Linked DNA regions of Bombyx mori: region 1 is linked to region 2. The links are chromatin contacts, called in public Hi-C maps. All regions are on one chromosome and are shown on one strand. The core of a region is the stretch at or near the end of the contact, and the rest is flanking DNA. Distances in the headings are between cores, read along the strand shown. Region 1 holds the start of LOC101743014 (RNA polymerase-associated protein Rtf1). Region 2 holds the start of LOC101742289 (rRNA 2'-O-methyltransferase fibrillarin).

Region 1 (6,300 bases), core at 3,317-5,816, 200 kb after region 2:
GCAGAAAATGTGATAAAATAGCTATTGAAGATTTTTTTATACCTAGTTTTCATTAAATCTCTTCTCTCTATACGTTTGAAAATCTCTTGTTCTCTCTCTTTCTCTGACATGGCAGCCAGACGAGCTCTATCCTCTTCATCACCCATTAAATTTTCATCATACCTGGACAGGAATGTAAATAAAATTAATTTCAATAACACGGTAAAAGAGAATATGTAATACTTAAACTGATACCAAGAGGGACAAGATGAAGATAAACATATATAAACAACTATCTTACCCATCATCAAATTCCTCTTCAGAGTCAACTGAGTCATTGTCTGACGAATGTGAAGATACTTCACCTAATAAAAAAAACCGGCTTTAGACAGTGCATTATATTATAGAGTTTATAAATATTTATAATTAAATAAAACTGAGTTATTTGAAACAATGACATAATTAAAAATACTATCACCATTTATTATTTTTATTTTGTTTTTTCTGAATTTCAAATACTTTACTTTTTATGTTCATAAATTACTATACTTGCCACAATATTGAACGGTAACAGTTGTTTTAATTATATCTACAATCTGTGTGAGTCATAGGAATAATCGTGGTTGCCAATATTTGCAGAGCCGTTACTGTGGTGTACTGAAGCTAGGCTATCACCTATGCTATAAGCAATACCAAACAAAATCTTTGTTACTCTAGAGTAGTCTAGAGTACCAGATTATCCTGTTTTGAATTTTCAAAAGTTAGTTTTATTTAGTAGATTCCATTCCCGATCCTGCGGAAAGAATGGAAAGCAGTCGACATCGCCCAAAACACGTCATCTCGGATCCTCCCGATCCACTAACGGTGCTTTTAGGTACTTCAAGCACCGGTCACCGTTCTCGTCGAAACCGTCGCTTGTGACGAAGGGCTCGACGAGTAAATTAACCCTCAGACACAGCCCACTGAGTTTCTCGTCGGATCTTCTCAGTGGGTCGCGTTTCCGATCCGGTGGTAGATTCTGCGAAGCACGGTTCTTGCTAGGGTTCGTGTTAGCAACGTCGTCAGGTTTGAGCCCCGTGAGCTCACCTACTAGTTAAGGTCTGGAATAGCCTCTCAAGGCTACCAGCTTAGGTAGGAAAAAAAAAAGTAGATTTCAACCATACTAGAAGTTTAATGAGCTGAAGCATGTTGGATATTTGAAAAATCGGAAAACCCTGCTATTCAAGCAGTTCAATTTTGCTGCTATAGCACCTGAGGCAATATCTTCTAGCAGCTTATTCCATTCTGTGATCATCTTTGTTCAGTAAAAAGTGCTGTAAAGGACTTCTCTTATAAAGTATTCTGTTTAGTTTCCTTATTGCTGTTTATCATCATTATGAGTAAATGGATTTTCAATCATCATCATCATTCCTTCCTATTACCCTCTGCTGGGGTGTAGGGCTCGAATCAAACTTTTCAATTTATATCGGTCTTGGGCAGTCTGTTCTAGCTTTTGTTCTGGATTTTCAATAACTAGGAATTTTTAACTATACCTATAATGTTTCAGTAAGACTTCCTGTCTGTCACAGGAACTGTGATGTCCACCAATCAACGTATTACAATAATGGTAGTATACTTCGTATATGTTTCATACTTCGTCACTGTCAAACCAAAATCTGCTAAGTGCAAAAACTCTATTTTGAATTAACGAGTAAAAACACTTTCATATAAAACTTTATATGGAGGTGAATTTTTAAGAACTATATATATCAAATGAAAGCTATGGATAAATATTAAAGCTATAGACACATAACAGGTTTTTTTATATGGTAGAGAGGACTGTGAACTATACGAAAAGGTCTTCAAAAGTGCACATAGCAGATTTTGGTTTGACAATGACAACTTATTGTGAACAATGTGATCGCACGTTTTCTATATTCGTATGTACTTTACGGTTTGTACCATTATTATTCTAGAAAGATTTATCAATTACCTTCCTCTGGCTCACTGAAGGTATCTTTTTTCTTCTCCGATCCAGCACTTTCAATGCTCTTCCTGGTTTCAGATCTCTTTGGCTCTGTCTCCTTCGACTCTTCATCTGAGGAAGCCCGCTTCGGAGGCGAGTCTCTGCTCTTGGATGCATTGCTTTTGGCGTCACTGTCTGAATCAGAATCAGACGATGATGCTGATGACTTAGCTGAAACAAAATAGGAAAAGCATCATTATGTGGGTATTGTGGGTGAGTCATGGTTGTCTAAAATATTTCAACTATGAATATATAATATTGAAATAAGTAATTAAGATTTAAAAGGAATAAATAATGTATGTAAATAAAATTTGTTAAAAATTTCATTTGCATCAGTTTCATCTTGATTATAAATTCCAAGAGAATCGGAAAGTAATTACTCGAAAAATTTATAGTCAGCACACAATTTTATTTTAAACTTTAATAGTTGCTTCCTTCATTCGTGTTGTCACTATTTGCAGATTAAAAAACTCTGACTCAATTCCTATATTCGGGACTAATCGGTACATCGGTACATATATATACATTTACAAAAATAATTCTAATATGGGTATCCAACTGAATATCCTTTGTAAGTGCTTCGTCAAATGGACCTTATTACAAATGCGCCTAAAGTATTTTCCAAAGAACATATCCCATATTCACGGTTTCTGTATTCGCGGCATATTTACATAACACATACTCCGCAAATAAAGAGCTTTTCCTGTCTATTAAAAGGTGTTTTCCCATTAACTAAATGTAATGTTTATGCCCAATGTCTCTGAGCATCATGCACTAGTGTGTAATTCATTGTTTGTTCATGGCCTCAAATTAAGTTTGGGACATGGAGATTGTGTTCGAAAATTGTATGTATAAATTGTGCAGTAATTTAGAAAAATATGACTTGTACATATGCCACATAGCATTTGACTAGCTAAACTACTCACAGTGATTAGGTTTTTCGTCATTATCATCATCTGAATCACTGTCGGATGACTTCCCTGAGGATCTGCTCCTTGGCTTAGGTGGGGGTTGAACATCTGTTTTCTTCTTCTTTTTCGCGAGATTTAGCAGTTGCTGAAAAAATTTAATTCATATAAAAATATTGAAAGTAGAATTAGCTTTTGGTGTGCCTTATGGTCTGTTGGAGTAAAAAATTGTCTACTACATAAATTATATTACCTGTTGAGTTTATTAATCTATTTTATCGGTATAATCTGTGTCATTGCTTTTTCCCTCTATTACTGCTGCAATATTTCTACAGATTGTTTGTGTCTAACAAATCAACTATCTTTTGATTTGTATAAAGCACAGAGTGTCGGAATACCGAGTATCGCACAGTTTGATTATAGGTATTAGGTAACTAGGTGTACAGATGTGTCTTAGCATGTCCACATATAACATTTTCAATAAGTTAATGACATTTATAAAAAACCATTTCAAATTATGTAGTTGTGAATTTAAAATTGATATTTGTATTTTTTTAAATTAAAGTTTTTACAAATTAGGTTTTTTATTTCAGAATCCTTTAGTAATTTCTGCAAAATATGTCAAAATAAGCTCAGCACCAAAAGGATTACAGGGTTGAGCTGCTGGTGTCATGAACTAATTTACGCATCTGATTTGACAACTAACCTCATCACCAAACTTAATACCAAACTGAACAATAAAGATCTTTTTTTCATATCACTGACACCTTTTAAGTTTTTAAAAACTTTTTTTCATAATGGAGTTTTTTATACACAGATACTATCTATTTAGATTTATTTTTATACATTTTTCTTTCAGCTTCAGAGTGTATTATAATTTTTCCCCAAATTATCATTTGAGGACACATCTGTGCCATAGTATTTGGAGGTCAAAGATCCAGAATACATTCATATATCAAACATCCAAATCTTCTTTATTATAGGTAATTCATAATAAATACTGTTAAAACGAGAAAATTGAAAGAAGAAGTTATGTAACTTTCGAAAAAAACTTTCATTATTAAACTCAAGAACATGAAATTTGGTTCGTAATATTTTCACGTCAAAATTTTGCGTTTGACGTTAGCAAGAAAGTTATTCAAAATAAATAAGCTTTTTACTTTGTTTCGAGCTTTTAAAGAGTAAAGTAGCGTTTAGGTGTATGTATTGTATGAAATTTTACATGAGTCACGCTACTATGTCCGTTTCTTGAGAACAACAAAGTAAATAAACTAATGAAATACAAAACTGAACGGAAAACGTAACGATTATTTATTTTGAACTAATCGATAATAAAGCAACGCGGTATTCGTGATTTAGGTTTTATTAGCTTAAAGCACTATTTTTCGAAAACGTAGCACTGAACTTGGCCTATTTACGCAGTCTGATTACTTAGGAATGCAGACAAAATACTCCAGCATTCAACATGAATTCGTAACCTATCGGTTTATAAAAAAAATATACTTACTGACTCCAAATCTGAGCATTCGCTGCTTGAATCAGAATCGATCAACGGTTTATTCTTTCTTTTGGCCATTTTGAATGAATTCAACACTAAAACGGCCGTAAAATGCGTCTGCTTGGTTTTCCTTCTACTAAAAGTCGTAAATTAAACATAGACTAAAGTTTGTTTTTCAAAGCACTTGATTTTTTAAGGGATTTTATAACCTGGTAACTAAAACCTTTAAGTCAAGTTTCATTTTAATTTTAATGAAAACTTTTATTATATGAAAAATGATATTATGAAATGAAATGAAGTTCATTAATATGAAATATGACATGAAATGAAATGAGATGATATGGGATGAAATTTAAATAATCTCAGTAAAATGGTGGTCATCTACTGAGACTTTTTCAGTGGACTTTTTGGAGGATCCCGAGAAGTTACGCTCAGTGGTTTTGTTTGATTTTCCCACATTAATGCACTTTCATAGATACTGAACAGTTAATAAACTACCGTTATTACACATTTAAACCTGAAGAAACACTAAATACAGAAAATAAAACACATCACACACCCTCACTCCTCGCGTTCCTGCCAAAAAGTTCTCAAAGCATTTGAAAGTCCAGTGTTTGACAGTAACATGGTGCAAAGAAAAAACGTACCTACTTAATTAGTGTGTAAATGGAAATAAAGTAGATGATAAAAAAATATTTATAAAAAAATCAACCTAGTTCGGCATTATTTCCTTTTTCTTGTTGTTATTGTTTTAATATAGCTCCAATCATTTTTTTTATTTCTTAGATGAGTGGGCGAGCTCACAGCCCACCTGGTGTTAAGTGATTACTGAAGCCCATAGACATTTACAACGTAAATGCGCCACTCACCTTGAGATATAAGTTCTAAGGTTTCAGTATAGTTATAACGGCTGCCCCATCCTTCAAACTAAAACACATTACAGCTTCACGGCAGAAATGGGCAGAGTGGTGGTGCTTACCCGTGCGGACTCACAAGAGGTCCTACTACCAGTAAATCTCTCATCTCAAACCATCTCATTTGAATTCTTAAATGCGAATCAACAGACGTGATTTCTTATACATAAACATGATGTGGATTATAAAAACGACGCAGAACATTAATTTTAAATCGATATACTGGTTTATCGAAATGTTAATCATGACTAAAAATTATTGAAACGTCAAACCAAAACTGTCAAAATATCATAGTATCGATATATTTTAAGCTAGCATGCCTAGGATCTTACAGGTATCTTGACCTAAAGGTCCTAGTTACCAGGTCAGGTCCTAAAATAAAATAAAAAGTATAAAGGTAGTAAAGGTACACATGAACCTACGCAATTATGTTTATATTTCAATTTAATATACAAAATCATATTAAATATTAAATAGTAGACTCAACAATATAGTGGTGATATATTTTATCATAAATATCCTAGTTTAAAGTAAACGATATCTGGAAAGGCGACTAAAAGGGTGACCCATAATCAAAGGATTGACGACTCAAAAATTAATATGCCTCACGATTTAAAGGAACTGGGTGGAAGGAAGGCTATTAATATGGTGAGTTAAAACTTGAATTTTTTATGAAAATGACTCACAAAATAATTACAGTTTTTTTAGCAGTATTTCCACGTTTTGTACGTCTATACCTGATTTATCCAATCTCTTTTTTCTTCCTCTGTAGGGGTAATAAAAGGGACTTCGGCTATAAAAGCGACTCTGCTTCTTGATATCGTATCATTTATGTTAATAGTCACAACTTTTAATTCCAATACAATTTCAAATCAGTATTTTTGCATACTCAAATGTAAAACTGTCGTTAGTGTAAAATACATAATTGCTCAAAACTTTAATCATTTATCACATTTGGATATGTGTATTTTTCATATTTTTTCGTATGGGACAAAC
Region 2 (6,072 bases), core at 2,559-5,058:
TGATTAAGATTGCGCTGACACAAAACAGAGATTAGAGTCTGTGGGCTGATAGAATAAAATAGAAAAAAAAAAACATGGCATTAAACTGTAAAAGTAACTTAAAATATAATTATATTACATACCTTAATTGAGATAACAAAATGTCCACCATTCTTCAAAAAATGCTGTGCATTCAAACTGACAATCCTAGCTTGGTCGGGTTGCGCGACATCAGCGAATATTGTGTCCACCATGCCAACTAACATTCTATAAAAATACAAAATAAATATTTAAGAAACTTTGAAATGTGATGAAACATTTTTTTTTCTGAAATCTACATCAGAGAGAGAGTTCAAATGAGTTTCAACATGAAATATTTAGTTTGTTAGATTCATCAAGCTAAAAATTATTTTCAATAATGAATATCTTTAAAAAAATTGAAATGATCAAAAATCCATACCTGTATTTTAATGGATGTCTAGCATCTTCTATAATAGGTATAATATTGGTTCTCTTCTTGGCAACATTTATTAAATCTCTGCCGGATCTGTGAGAGAACTCGACAGCATAAACGAGACCTTCCTGTGTAAAAAATAAAAATGATTATTAGATATACTTTGTCTTCAATTCCAAAAAGTTCTAGAATATATTAAATATTCAGCTTAGTGGGTAGTGAATAGTCTAGTCTTCACGAATAGGTCTGCAGATGCATTTTCATCATAATTTGAATTTCAAAAGATCAAATTAATTTTATTAGCACTAAACTATTTCATAGGCAATTTATTGAGATATTACCTTCAGACAAATTAGGCAGGATTACAATGTAATTGGGCTTATATAAACTACCAAAATACATTTACTTAACAACTCTACTGGTGTTAGGAAGTCTTGTGAGTCCGCACGGGTAGGTAGCACCGCCCTGCCTATTTCAGCAGTGAAGTAGTAATGCGTTTCGGTTTGAAGGGCGGGGCAGCCGTTGTAACAATACTAGAGACCTTAGAACTTATACCTCAAGGTGGGTGGCGCATTTACGTTGTAGATGTATATGCGCTCCAGTAACCACTTAACACCGGGTGGGCTGTGAGCTCGTCCACCCATCTAAGTAATAAAAAAAAAACTTCGTGACGTATTTAAACTTACTGGTCCCACAACATCCGAGACATGACTGACTGTTGTTCCACTGGCAGCTCCGAGATACAAAACTCTTGACCCAGGGGCCATGTGTATAGCATCCACTCCACCCATAATTGCAGCTGCCAATTTCGATCTGAACGGATTCCAGACTCTGTACTCCACCTTATCACCTTCGTTCTGAAATTGCCCAGAGCGGTTAGTGGAGTTCCTTTGGTAAGACAAAACATATTTTAGTATTTTTTGTATCAATCAGTAGTGGGTATGTGGACATAGTCTTCATGGATAGGTCTAGATTAGAGGGACCATAATCATCATTTGAATGTAATGTAATGATGCAAAGTTAATGAATACTCTTTACACAAAGCATTGAAAAATACAGATTAATCATGGATTTATCATTTCATGAAATCAGATTACTAAGCCATCAATTGTCAAACATGAAAGCTATTGAAATATAATTGTGTTAAATGGTACTACAGTCAATCAAAACTATTATGAAATGGTTTCTTTGCATTGAAAAGTTCATTCAAACAACATACGTAAATTTAAACTGGATGAAATTTGTTACAGATCTTTATACTACACCCAATTCAGTATAACAAACTCTACTTATTTTTACTAACCTCAACTGATATTCTCTTTTCACCATAAACTTCTGATCCTGGCACTAGATTTTTAGTGACCAACGCATCTTCTTTGCCCCTAGCTATGAATACTCCTGGATGCCTAAAAAAAAAACCAAAACTTTGAACAAAGTTTTTTTTAATGTCAGTTGCGATTGACCAAGGATAAATAATCAGAAACAAAATTTAGCTTCAAGCGTTCGCTTTCAGAAGAACGAAAGTTATTGTTTGTAAACATCATTTAAAAAAATTCTTATTATAACAACCCTTTTAATCTGTATTGTAGATCCTCTTTTGATCAATTGATCTTATGCTAAACAAGTGGTTTAAATATATTCTGCCAACTGTCAATATGAGTTCCAATTAATTCAGGTTCCGTATATGTTATAGCTATTACAAAATGAGTAACCATGTAGATACCCATAATAAAAAAAGACAATTGTAATAAGCATGCCGATAACAACTAGAGTATAATTGAAATATTTTCTCTCAATTATACGTATATTACTTATAAATTAGTATTACGATGTAATGTAGAAAAGTCACTTGAAGGCATATATGTTCAGCCAACTATCCTTGGGTTCCAGTTATATCAAGTTTCACATATGTTATAGCTATTACCAAACGAGTAACCACATAGATGCCCAAGATCAAAAAAGACAATTGCAATAAGTATGCCAATAACAACTAGAGTATAATTGAAATATTTTCTCTCAATTATAAATATTTTACTTGTAAATTAGTATGATGTTGTAGCAAGAGAAGAGTTATTTGAAGGAATCTCTTCATGAATTTGCATCAATATTTTTAATCAACTAATACAAACCTGTGTGGTTCAATTATGACTTGTTTTCCGCCTTTGAAGCCTCCCCTGCTCGGGGGACCACCACGACCACGACCACGGCCTAAAACAAACCAACTCCTCAATAAAATATTACCATAACATTTTGTAATAAATCACAGTGGCTGTTCAATCAGAAGTGGGTATGTGGTATCATAGTCTTCACGAATAGGTCGAGATTAGAGGGACCGTTTGATCATCATATTGATTAGTGAAATAAATGTGAATAGAAAACTAAATGGTTTACTAAATTTATTATAGGCATTTGTAGTAGCTCACCTTTTCTTTATCAAAATAACTAGATATTAAAATATACATTAAGTTATTTTTATAACGAAAAGGTACTTATTATATTGAGCAAAATCTATTTCACTTTACTATTATTTACTCTCATGGGAATTAATTATGTTTGACACGTGGTGGTGTCACTTTAGTAGGTTATCGAAGTAATATCTTACCTCCACCACCTCTACCTCCGAAGCCACGGCCCCCGCCTCCGCCTCTCTTCTCGAACTTGCCGCCACCGCCGCCTCCACGGCCGCCACCGAAGCCACCTCGGCCTCCGCCACCGCCGCGACCTCCACGGAAACCGCCGCGACCGCCGCCTCCTCCGCGACCGCCATTAAATTCTAGACAAAAAATAATTACATACACTTTGTAATTATCGGGCATCGGCGCAACGTGGTGCCGAACGTATAACCTCAAAAGACTGGCATTTGTATTGGTAACAGTTTAGTTACCAGGTCAATTTGGTTAAAATTTGTTTATTAAAATTCATAACTAATGGTTAAAAAAATTACATTAATGCGTAGTTTACTACATCTGAATGAAAATAAGTGGCAATTTTCGAAAAGTTTCTTCTATAGTGTTTTTTGGTCTTTTAAAACTTATTTTCAGGATATATTTCAGTATTGGTACTTGGAAAACTTGTAAATTACACAATTTCATTCTTAAACTGCATAACGCGAGGACGAGTACACGCGGTAACCACACGTGGTATTAACGGACAATATTATTAAAAAAGTATTAACTTACCAGGTTTGCCCATTCTTAGAGTAAAACCAATTCACATCAATTCACAATTAACTTATCTACTTTAGAACTACCCAGGTACAACTTTAAAGTTATTAAACTTAAAAACGCTAGCGGAGCTATGCCGCCGCGCTACCTCTTCCGGAAATGAGACCATTTCAAATGGCCGATGTTGCCAAGCCAGATAAAAGAGTAATCATAGATTTTTTTTTTTTTTTTTTCTTTTTGGACCCAACACCAAGTGTTATTTGCCACTTTCAAAATAAAGGTTAGGAAGCAAAAATCAAATCAGAAAATATAAGTTAGATAAGGTTTAGGCAGGAAAATTGGATTAGGATTAATATAATTAGGAAGAATAAATAATATATATAATTATAATTTTAGGTTAAAACTGTTGAGGAACAAGATAATAATTTTATAAATAACTGGGTCTACTGTATGTAATAAATAAGGTACAGATATAGGAAAAGGAATACTAAGTGATGATAAAGAACTATAAAGAAGTGAATGATCAAAAAGGGGACATGAAAGAATAATGTGATTTAAATCGCCAATGTCCGCACCGCATTCACACTTACTGCTATCCAGCACTCCGATCGTCGCTAGATGTGCCGGACTACACGTGTGGCCTAATCTCATCCGTATCAAACTGGAAGTCTCGTGGCGTTTAAAATTATATTTGTAGAACCATGGTTTGGAAGGAATGGTTGGTTGTACCCTTCGGTAATATTTTGCTTTAACGCCATTATACCACTGTGCACTCCAAGCATTATTCAAATATGTTTTAGGGAGACTAACTAAATCATGACTATAATTTTTGAAATAATAAATATCACCACAATTGATAGCCTCGTTTGCAATTCTATCAACTATTTCATTTCCTTTAATTCCGCAATGGCTAGGTATCCATACAAATGATACTATAAGATTTTGATCCATACATTTCATTAACAGGTTTCTACAGTCTAAGAGAATAGGGTAAATCGGTTGAGATTTAAAAGGAAATTTTGCAAGAGCCTGTAAAGCACTCTTTGAATCGGTTAGTATTAAAGTTTTCTTTAGTTTGAATATCAAAATGTATTCTATGGCCTTGTATATTCCAAAACATTCACCAGTGAACACTGATGTTTCAGATGGTAATTTTATCTTTTCAACTATTTTTGATTGCGAATGATAGACTCCTACACCAACACAACCTTGAGGGTGTTTGGAAGCATCTGTATATATATGGTTATAATCATTCCAATCTTGGTCTATTACAAAATTAAAGTTAGTATTTGGTTGGGGTTGATACTTAGAAACACCCATGTCAAGATGAATATCCGGTTTTAAAATCAATGCCATATAGTTTACACAAAATAGAGGGAAAATATGAGAGTGATGAGTTGGAGTTTGAATAGACAAATATTTTCTGTAGCTAATTATTAAACATGGTAACTGTTTATGTTTCCAAAATGAAGAGGATTCTATGAGTTCATTTAAAGTTTTAAGTTTGGTAATAATGTGATTATTTTGAATTTGTAGGGATTTGAAAACGAATTTATCAGATAAATATTGACGTCTCAAATGAAGAGGAGGATCAACACATTCTACCTGTAATGCTGTAACAGGACTAGATTTCATGGCTCCAGTGATAATTCTGAGTGATTTAGACTGTATAGAGTCTAGTTTTTTGAAAGCATTCACATCCCCTGGTTGAAGTAAAAAAGTACCATAATCTAAAACTGATCTTACTATGGCATTATATAAAAGTTTTAAATTGAATGGGTGGGCACCCCACCATACACCAGCAAGAGAACGTAAGATATTCATATTACTCAAACACTTGTTTGTAATGTAATTACAATGTTGAATTCCATTCAATTTTGAATCTAAAATTAAACCTAAAAATTTAACATGACTATTTACAGAAATTAATTCATTCTCATACAATATATTAATTGGAGGAAGAGAACGTTTTCTAGAGAATACAACAATAGAACTTTTGGAGGCAGAAAGGGAAAGTCCATTATTATCTAACCAAGATTTAAGAGTTAGAAATGAATTCCTAAGGGATAAGCAAGCCTTATGTATGTCTTTATTGCAGGTGTACATAAGGAGGTCATCAGCATATTGAAGAATTCTTACTTGATTTCCAAGGGTCTCTTCCAAATCACAAGTGTATATATTGTATAAAATTGGACTTAACACAGATCCTTGAGGGAGACCTCTCCATAAAGTTCTAGATTGTTGTGAATCTGAGGAGGTAGAGTTTAAAATGATAGTTCGATTTGACATTATAGTAATAATCAAGTTAGCTAGTCTAACAGGAACCCTTATTTTCTGTAATTTGTAAAGGAGTGTAGGAATATGTACATTATCATATGCAGCGGAAATATCCAGAAATCCAGCTACAATAGATTCAGTGTTTGAGAAAGCTACCAAAATATCCACTATAAAGATAGCAAGATTGTCCATTGTGCT

The links. Hi-C and Micro-C count contacts between places; a contact is called where the count stands out from the background.
Region 1: a contact with region 2 is called in a Hi-C map of middle silk gland, with 2.7 times the contacts expected there. The contact joins the promoter of LOC101743014 here to the promoter of LOC101742289 in region 2. A contact is called at or near these places in 2 of 7 Hi-C or Micro-C datasets (middle silk gland and whole pupa).

The regions. Positions count from the first base shown.
Region 1 is chr24:8,020,126-8,026,425 of ASM3026992v2, forward strand. It overlaps LOC101743014 (RNA polymerase-associated protein Rtf1), which reads right to left and starts at 4,567. Exons shown (of 19, transcript XM_004923106.5): 1 at 4,400-4,567; 2 at 2,911-3,040; 3 at 1,952-2,155; 4 at 281-344; 5 at 43-162. The coding sequence starts at 4,468. LOC101743159 (transcription factor MafK) reads left to right here and starts at 5,505. Exons shown (of 4, transcript XM_004923107.4): 1 at 5,505-5,952. The coding sequence starts at 5,905.
Region 2 is chr24:7,815,892-7,821,963 of ASM3026992v2, forward strand. It overlaps LOC101742289 (rRNA 2'-O-methyltransferase fibrillarin), which reads right to left and starts at 3,809. Exons shown (of 8, transcript XM_004923101.5): 1 at 3,613-3,809; 2 at 3,036-3,206; 3 at 2,563-2,641; 4 at 1,737-1,839; 5 at 1,120-1,290; 6 at 440-561; 7 at 123-246. The coding sequence starts at 3,625.